Linked DNA regions of Oryctolagus cuniculus: region 2 is linked to region 1. The links are chromatin contacts, called in public Micro-C maps. All regions are on one chromosome and are shown on one strand. The core of a region is the stretch at or near the end of the contact, and the rest is flanking DNA. Distances in the headings are between cores, read along the strand shown.

Region 1 (4,405 bases), core at 1,199-3,698:
AAACTAAACACACGGCCACCAGATTGCAATCAACTCACACATATATCCTCCTCACACATATATCACACATATATAAGCTTCAGCCTGAGGCTGGCACTGTGGTGGAATAGGTAAAACCATAGCTAGCGGTGCCGGCATCCCATATAGGTGCCGTTTCGAGTCCTGGCTGCTCCATTTCCAATCCAGCTCCCTGCCAATGCACTTGGGAAAGCAGTAGAGGATGGCCCAAGGGCTTGGGCCCTTGCACCTGCATGGGAGGCCCAGAAGCAGCTCCTGGCTCCTGGCTCCTGGCTTCAGCCCAGCTCCCACCCTTGCGGCCATTTGGGGAGTGAGCCAGTGGATGAAAGATCTCAATCTCAATAAACAAACCTTTAGAGAGCAGCAGCTCTGTCCTTTCTTTCCTTGATCCAAACCATACTTGCCAACAACCTCCCCCTACACACCCCCGAATTATCTTCCATCACTCAGCGGATTCACTACCAGGACAGCCGGATCCACCTTTTCTTCCATCTCTACCTCTACGCCTCCTCTTCTGGCTCCCACGTCACACAAAACAAAAACGCAGACACACGCTGGGGCTGTACTTGGGAGCTCTGGTCCTCAAGTCCACCAGAGGACTTAGGATGAACGTTGCAGGACTGCTGGAGCCTGTCATACCCTTGCGGCCCCCCCTTCTCCCCATCAGCGTTTTTCTTCTTTCTCCCTGGGAAGACACTCCTCCACCTTCAGGGTTACAAACCACCCATTTCACTGTGTCTCTCAGCACACAGAATATTTAGTAAACATAACCACACTCCCTTTGCCACATCACAAGAGTGACACTGATGTAACAGTGTTTTGATTTCCAAAGGTTTCATAATGTTAAATATTTATTGAATTAAAAAACCGAAATAGAAATAAATGCCACACCTCGGGACTGGTTAGTGTCTCTTTAAAGTCTTTTCATTTATCGGGTTCTTCTGCCCCTGCTCTCCGTGCAGTTTCTCTGTGGAAGAGCTGCAGCTGCGTCTCCACGTTTTGAGAACGAGTATATATCCTGGCGGGGGAATTTCACATCACAGGGTTCTGAGATCTGACTTGGCACGCTTGCTTATCTTTACACCGCAAGGCGTTAAGTAATTTGAATATACTGCTGTCTACGTTATAAATGTTAAAAACATACTTGCTGTAAATCCCAAAGGCTCTTTTCCCCAAAGAAACACTCCAGTTAATTTCCCCAAATAACCTTTCCGCTCAGTAAGCTCCCCTTTGTAAGTTCCCAGATGCGCTTCCTTTTTATTTTAGGTTTATTTTTAAATCCTGGGTTAGCATGCGATATTCGCCTTGCTTTTGCAGGGCGCACCCAGGATGAAAAACGGAGAGCAAAGCATTTCTAACATGTACTTCCATGAGACACCCAGTAGAGGGCGACATTCCCCGTAGGATGACACTCGCATCGTCCCGGCTATCACACTCGTGGCAGTGTTTTGGAGCCTCCTGAGCCGCCGGGACTTCCGATCTCACTTGTGTAAGTCGCGACCGCGTCCTCGGTTCGTCTGATCGCCGCCGACTTGTCTCACCCTAGTTCCTCCGCGGGCCCCGCCGTGGCCAGCGGGCGGCGATAGCGCAGACAGACCCGCGGGACGGCGACACTGCCAGGCCGGGAGGAGCTGCAGGGGGCGGACGTGGCGAGTGCGCACCCAGCCCGGGCCAACGGTCACACCCCTGCACACAGCACCGAGGAGCCGCTGAGTGCTGGAGGCCGCTGCCCGGCGGGCGCCCCTGCAGGGGTCACAGGTGCAGCGGCGCCCGCGTGCGTGGGCAAGGCCGTGGAGAGCCGCGGCTCACGCCTGCTCGCGGGCGGGGGGCTCCAGGCGCGGGCCCCCGAAGGAAACCTCGGGTTCGGCTGCTGTTGCTCTTTGGGCAGTACACCTGCCCCCAACTCCCGCACTCGCGCGACAAGGCTCCGCCCCGCAGCCAGGCACCCGGGAAGGCGTGGATCCCGTGAGACCCCGACGTTGGGACCCTCTCCCCAGCCAAGCCCTCGGAAAACCGGCTGCGGGGTCGCGGAAGACCCCAGGCCCCTCCGCCGGCTCCTGGGTCGAGAAGGGGTCTCGTGCTGCCAGAGCCCAGAGGGGCGTCCCTTCTCCCTACAAACGCGGGAAGGGCTCGGCGCACGGCCGCTGGTCCTCTCTGTCTGTGCACCGACAGCTCCTCTCCTGGTCTCCTCGCTCGCTCTTCCCCCTCCTCCACCGCCATCCCGCCCGCGCCGCGCGACCCTCGGCCTCCAGCCCCGCCTGCGCCGCGGCGGGGCTCCACCGGCGGCGGCGCGAAATCTGCATAGTGACCGCCCCTCTCGCCACCCATTGGGCCAGGCCCCTGGCCGGCGCGGCCGATGATTGGTGGGCCGCCCGGGATTATTTGCATGCGGGCCGCCTCGGGGTCCCCAGCTGTGCGGGCGGCCGGCGCGGCGCAGAAGTTTGCCGAGCGCCTTCTCGCCGGCTGGCCCCGGACTGGCGCTGCGCGCTGGCCCCCGCGCCGCCGCCGCCCTGCGCTCTCCCGATTGCTCCTCGGCCGCGGACTCACGCCCTACTTGAGGGAAGCCCAGGGGCGGCAGGGGCCGTACCGCGCGGGAGCTGCCGGGGGCCGGGCCGGTGACAGCTTCGCTCCGGATCCCTGAGCGCGCCAGGACTCCGGCTCGCCGCGAGTCTCGCCACCGTCTTCCCCGCTGCCGCCCGGCGGGCGATGCGGCCGCCGAGCCCCGCGGCGTCCCGGAGAGCCTAGAGCTGCTTTCTGAGCACTTGGGAAAGGGGGCATGGCGCTGTGAGCGCCCCTCGCTCGGCGAGGCCACCCCACACACACCGGCAGGCTCCCCATGGCCGGGACGTACAGCTCCACTCTGAAGACGCTGGAGGACTTGACCTTGGACTCCGGGTATGGGGCCGGGGACTCGTGCCGCTCGCTCAGCCTCTCGTCCTCCAAGTCCAACTCGCAGGCGCTCAACTCCTCGGCGCAGCAGCACCGCGGGGCGGCCTGGTGGTGCTACTCCGGCTCCATGAACAGCCGCCACAACAGCTGGGACACGGTGAACACGGTGCTGCCCGAGGACCCCGAGGTGGCCGAGCTCTTCTCGCGCTGCCCGCGGCTGCCCGAGCTGGAGGAGTTCCCCTGGACCGAGGGGGACGTGGCCCGGGTGCTTCGGAAAGGCGCCGGCGGCCGACGGCTGCCCGCCTTCTCGGCCGAGGCGGTGAGGCGCCTGGCGGGGCTGCTCCGCCGGGCGCTCATCCGCGTGGCCCGCGAGGCGCAGCGGCTGAGCGTGCTGCACGCCAAGTGCACCCGCTTCGAGGTGCAGAGCGCCGTGCGCCTGGTGCACAGCTGGGCGCTGGCTGAGAGCTGCGCGCTGGCGGCCGTCAAGGCGCTGTCCCTGTACAGCATGAGCGCGGGCGACGGGCTGCGCCGGGGCAAGTCCGCGCGCTGCGGCCTCACCTTCTCCGTGGGCCGCTTCTTCCGCTGGATGGTGGACACTCGCATCTCCGTGCGCATCCACGAGTACGCAGCCATCTCGCTCACCGCGTGCATGGAGAACCTGGTGGAGGAGATCCGGGCCAGGGTGGTGGCCAGCCAGAGCCCCGACGGCGGCGGAGGCGCGGGAGGCGGCGAGGTGTCCGCCGAGGCCCTGGAGATGCTGATCAACAACGACGCCGAGCTCTGGGGCGTCCTGCAGCCCTATGAGCACCTCATCTGCGGCAAGAACGCCAATGGTAAGCGCGCGCCGGCCTCGAGCCCCCGACAGGTGGGACAGGGAGCCTCGCGCCTGCGCCGGCATTTTGGGCGAAAGCGTCGGGTCCACGGGTGGAAGTCATTGGCCGGCTCTTGCCTGAAGTTGTGTCACGCCGCTGACTTTTGAGGGGTGAAGTTGTGGTCGATTGTGGCATCGTGACTGTCGGGCAGAGGGGGGAGACGTGCGCTGGTAGGGTAAAAGTGAGCCTCTTGACCAAGCCATTCCTGAACTCCCCATGAAGTGGAACCTCCGGCCCTGCCACTGTTTGCCTTATTTAATTTGCTGTCTAGTTGATCATCCCGCCCCCAGCAACGGGGCAGGGAGACTGTGGTTCTGTCCCTGGGTTTGGGCAGCTCAGTATTAACAGCCAAAGGGCCAGTGCTCTGAAACTTTGGTCTTGGGAGAGCGGGGTGGGCAGAGGGGCGCCGCTGTCTGGTTAGAGACATTTGCTGTGCCTTGGGCATCGCCAGATGAAAAGATGCCCGCAGTTGGCCCTCTCATGGGAGATGGAGGCAGTGGGGGGGGGTCTTACCCCTCTGAGCCCAAGAATCATGGGCCTGGGGGGCTCCTGAATCCCCTTCCCAGCACGGGAAGCACGTATTGGTGCTCAGAGCCTAGTTTTCTAAGCTGTCATCACCCAAGTGA
Region 2 (4,405 bases), core at 747-3,246, 210 kb after region 1:
AGAAAAGTGAGGTGAGGTTCACACTCAAGTCTGGCTGGCTCCCAGGCCTGAGTCTGTTCCCATCGACAACCTCACCAGCTGCAGCCACAGAAACCCAATCAATAATTATGGGAGGTGGGAGCAGCCTCTAGCCCTAACTACTGTGGGGCTCTCAGAAGCGGCACCAGATCCAACCCTTGTATTTAAAGGGAAGACTAGAGGCCAACGCTGTGGCGCAGCGGGTTAACGAGCTGGCCTGCAGTGCCAGCATCCCATATAGATGCCGGTTCGAGACCCGGCTGCTCTACTTCCAATCCAGCTCTCTGCTATGGCCTGGGAAAGCAGTACAAGATGGCCCAAGTCCTTGGGCCCCTGTACCCGCGTAGGAGACCTGGAACAAGCTCCTGGCTTCTGGCTTCAGATCGGCGCAGCTCTGGCTGTTGCAGCCAATTGGGGAGTGAACCAGCAGATGAAGACCTCTCTCTCTCTGCCTCTCCTTCTCTCTCTCTGTATAACTCTCTGACTTTCAAATAAATAAATAAATCTTAAAAAAAAAAAAAAAAGGAAAGACTAGATGTAAAAATTAGGTGTAAAATAATAGCTACTATAAGGGATCTGATAGAGCTCTAAGATTACCGTACGCCGAAGTTGCCAAGGGAGGACTAATGGACGAGGAGGGCCTTGATGCTTATTTTTTTACTCACTTATTTATTCGCCTAACTGCACACAGCATTTGTGCGCCAAGCACCACCCAGGTGCGTGGCAAACAAAACCAAGTCCTGCACGTGGCTGAATAAAAAGTAGAAACGAACGTGCACAGTGAGGTAAGTAGGAGCGAGGGAGGACCTGGGATCACCGCGCCTCAGTTCAAAGCCCAGAGCAGAACTGGCCAAGTGTGAGCCAGCTCCGAGAATCTCAAGTGTTGCCATGCACCCATTCGCCACGACCCCCTGCCAGGGGTCCCCAGAGCCCGCCCGAGTACGGAAAGGACTCTGGCTACCCAGGAACGCCCAGCGAGGGCCAGTCGCTCTGGCCGGGTGTCTGCCTCGATGCCGCACGTTGGTCCTGGGGCCGACCCCCTCCCAGTATGGCGAGGACACGGACGCGGAGCTTGACACCCACCCCCAGCCCTCCAGCGATGGGTACCTGAGCCCCGAACCCGGCCGATCCCTGCCGGCGGCAGAAGCACGTGGGGGAAGCAAGGAACTCCACGAGAGGCGGGCGCTTCAGGCTGCCTCGGCTGATGCCTGGCCGCCACCTCTCGTCCCGCATAGGCTCTGACAGCCTGCGCGTGCGCGAGGGCAGTATATGCGACGGCAAGCGAAGGGGCCTTCGTTAATGCGGTCGCGTACCAATGACGTCACAGGACAGGGAGGCGGAGCCCCTGCCTAAACTTGAGCTGTGCCCTAGTCGGTCCTAGCGGTAGCTGTGGTGAGGGGTGCGACTTTGCTCCAGCCACTAAGGGCTAAGCAGGCATGTATTTATATAGATATAGCCGTCAGCACCAGGCCACCAGCCATTGTGCCGGGGGTAGGTCCGGTGCAGCGCAATGCTGGTACGACAGGGGTTTGTTAGCCTGGTTTTTGCGAGATGGCTCTGGAATGCGCTCGAGCTTTATTCACCTTATGTAAACATTTTAACGGGACACGATGAGGCCGCTTAGCCAGTACGCCTGCTTTATTCACCGTTAGACCCTCCATCCCCGCAGGACTGAACCTGTGGAGCTGTCTGGAATTCTGTACGTTTTCTGCCCACCACGGCGGTCGTCGTACTTTGAGGATTCCCCTTTAGACCTTTATCTGGTCGTGGAAGGTTGAAGGTCTTCGGTAAACCAGCCCTGGGACGCTCTCTTCAGCTGTGTCCTCTCCATCTCCCGGGAGAATTCGCTCAAGCGCCTAACAAGGGTTATCTATATTTTTGCGTTGTTTTAGGGATTCAAATGTTTTACATTTCTTGGATACTAACAACTGAATGTCCAAGACAAATTCATTTTCCCTTCCCCAAATACAGTTCGATTCTATCACCACCCATCTAGTCCAACACCGGTTATCACGTTCTCTTCCAACTCAATGTCAATATGCCAGACGCTACACTGAGTTCACAAGGAGTCACCGAAATGTTGCGGCTCCTAGTGAAGCCTATGTAATTCTGGGTAAGTTTTAAATGCTATTAAGGAAAAGGCCAGTGCACAAAGAGCGATTAAATGTATCCAGGAGTGGACTGGAAAAGCAGGTGAGGTGGTGGCACTGGAGCAAGAGCTGTGACCAGAATGAAACCTGAGGATATTTGAGTTAAAAGCCTTCTCACGCCAAAGATATGCAAAGGCTCCAAGATGGTAAGACACTTGGCAAATCAGTGTGGCTAGAACACAGTGGGAAAGCAGGCCAGATAATGCTGGACATGCAGACCAAACTTCTAACTTTAGTTTTGATAGGAAACCACTGGAGTTTGAGCGATAGAAGAGTAACAAAACCCGATTTGCTGTCTTTTAAAAGGTTCCTCTGGCTGGTGTGCAAAATCTGTACCATGGGTTCAAGCATGAAGAACCATCACAGGGTACTGTAGTTGCCTGTTTTATCATGTTGTAGTGGTGGTGGTCCCAAGTTCTAGATGGCAAGACAGAGTTCAGGGTAGAACCACATGCATTTGCTGAAGGATTACAGGGTATGAAAGGAAATCAGATGGTACCCCAAAGGGCCTGTCCCCAGCAAAGATTTGAATGAAAAGCAGCTGGTGCAGCATCATCAAGAGGTTGATCTGGAATCCAGGTGTTGGCACTTGAGGGGTCTGGGGCCTAGAAATATTTAGGGGAGACTGAAAACACTGAACATACTCAAAATCATGGGATTGGGCAGATCATCTATGGAAGACTACAGCTAGAAATCAAGTCTGACAACCAAAACCTGGAGAAACTGGCAAAGGATAACTGAGGGAGTGGCTAGTGAAAGGAAATGTACAGATCCCATTCACCACCACCACCCACCTGTATGTTATAATCATGACTCATGCGGGCTACTCTAATAAGCCTCCTCTATCTCTTGCTCCATACATTTTATTCTGCATTCAATGTTCTTTAAATGGCAATAGGTTACTTCCATCCCCTCACTCCAAACAGTACACACACAGCTTAAAAACCAAGTTTCTAACTGTTCTGAAGAGACAAAACTTAACATGGAGTAGAACTACAAAGCTACCCAGTTAGCCCTTACCAGTTTCTCCACTCTACTAAACCTTGCTGTTTCCACTTCAAGCAGTTTCCTTAGTGATCAGGTCTTTGAATATGCTCTTCTCTTACCTGCCTAGTTTACTTCACATCCTTCAAACCTTAGTGCAATTATTCCTTCCAATGAAGCCTTTCCTGATCGTGTTCATATCCCATCAGTCATAGTCCTTACCACCAACTGCACTGCTCCATCACAGCATTTGCTATGCTCAATGAAAGCAGGAACGACAATGATTTTTGTCACCACTGAATGCCTAGTATTTTGGCATGATGCCAGCTAATTTGCTGAATGAAGCCTTAGTTCAGTGGCTTAAGTGTCTCCCAAACGGAAAGATGGTACTTCAAGAAAGGTAACAAAACAGTAAGCTAAAAACTCTCTCTTAACTAGACCAGAGACAAACTGCTGGTCTTGCACTGGACAAAGATCCAGCCTGTTGCACAAAATTAGGCTTCATTAGCACCTTGTTAAAGTAGGGTATGCTAATAGTACAGACTGAGAAAACACACTCAAGCCTTCTTAGAAGATGAAACTACCAGAGTCAAGCCTTTTCCTAAGTGGCATGTCTTTACTTGAGCTTCCCTGGATGGTACATAGAACTGAAGCAGACTTCGCTCAAGGACAACAAAGAATCAGGTTTTCATATAATTTAATCTACTGGAATTTGAAACATTCACTAATCTTTTCCAATGTTTGTAGAATTCAGAATAGGAAAAACTAGAGTTGAGCCTTAACAATTCACTTTCACTTTCCTCCATAAAAAGGAACAAGAGCTCAAAGAGTAATACTGATTTTTTCAAATGTAACTTAGTCAATAAAACTCAAAATGCTTTAATAAGAACTTCAATAGGATGCAGATTCAGGAGCTAAAAGTTAAAATGAAGGGTTTGAATTCAGTGCTTACCTGCATCCCCTTTCTCCTTATCAGATATATTATTGAAAATATGAGCGAAACACAGACTTCCTAAAACAGAAAGCCAACCGCTCAACTACCTTCTGCATTTTATGAACTGGTTATCAAATGAGCACCTCAGTTAAAAGTCTGACAACATTCACACATTCTCATGTCTCCGACAAGACTAGGTGGAAAAGCCTCCCACACAACAGATTACATGTGTGTGGAGACAAATGAACTGGAGAAACTACTTGATTTAAAAACAGGTGATGGACATTTGCTTTAATATCAAGATACAATGATTGGAAAA

What was found. Hi-C and Micro-C count contacts between places; a contact is called where the count stands out from the background.
Region 2: a Micro-C map of ear pinna shows a contact between it and region 1, with 5 times the contacts expected there. The contact joins the promoter of NAT10 here to the promoter of ABTB2 in region 1. A contact is called at or near these places in 2 of 6 Hi-C or Micro-C datasets (ear pinna and an unstated tissue).

Annotation. Positions count from the first base shown.
Region 1 is chr1:31,649,504-31,653,908 of mOryCun1.1, forward strand. ABTB2 (ankyrin repeat and BTB domain containing 2) reads left to right here and starts at 2,449. Exons shown (of 17, transcript XM_008269616.4): 1 at 2,449-3,740. The coding sequence starts at 2,855.
Region 2 is chr1:31,864,821-31,869,225 of mOryCun1.1, forward strand. It overlaps NAT10 (N-acetyltransferase 10), which reads right to left and starts at 1,997. Exons shown (of 29, transcript XM_002709044.5): 1 at 1,126-1,997. It overlaps LOC138849271 (a long non-coding RNA gene), which reads left to right and starts at 1,328. Exons shown (of 2, transcript XR_011387858.1): 1 at 1,328-1,452; 2 at 1,990-4,405.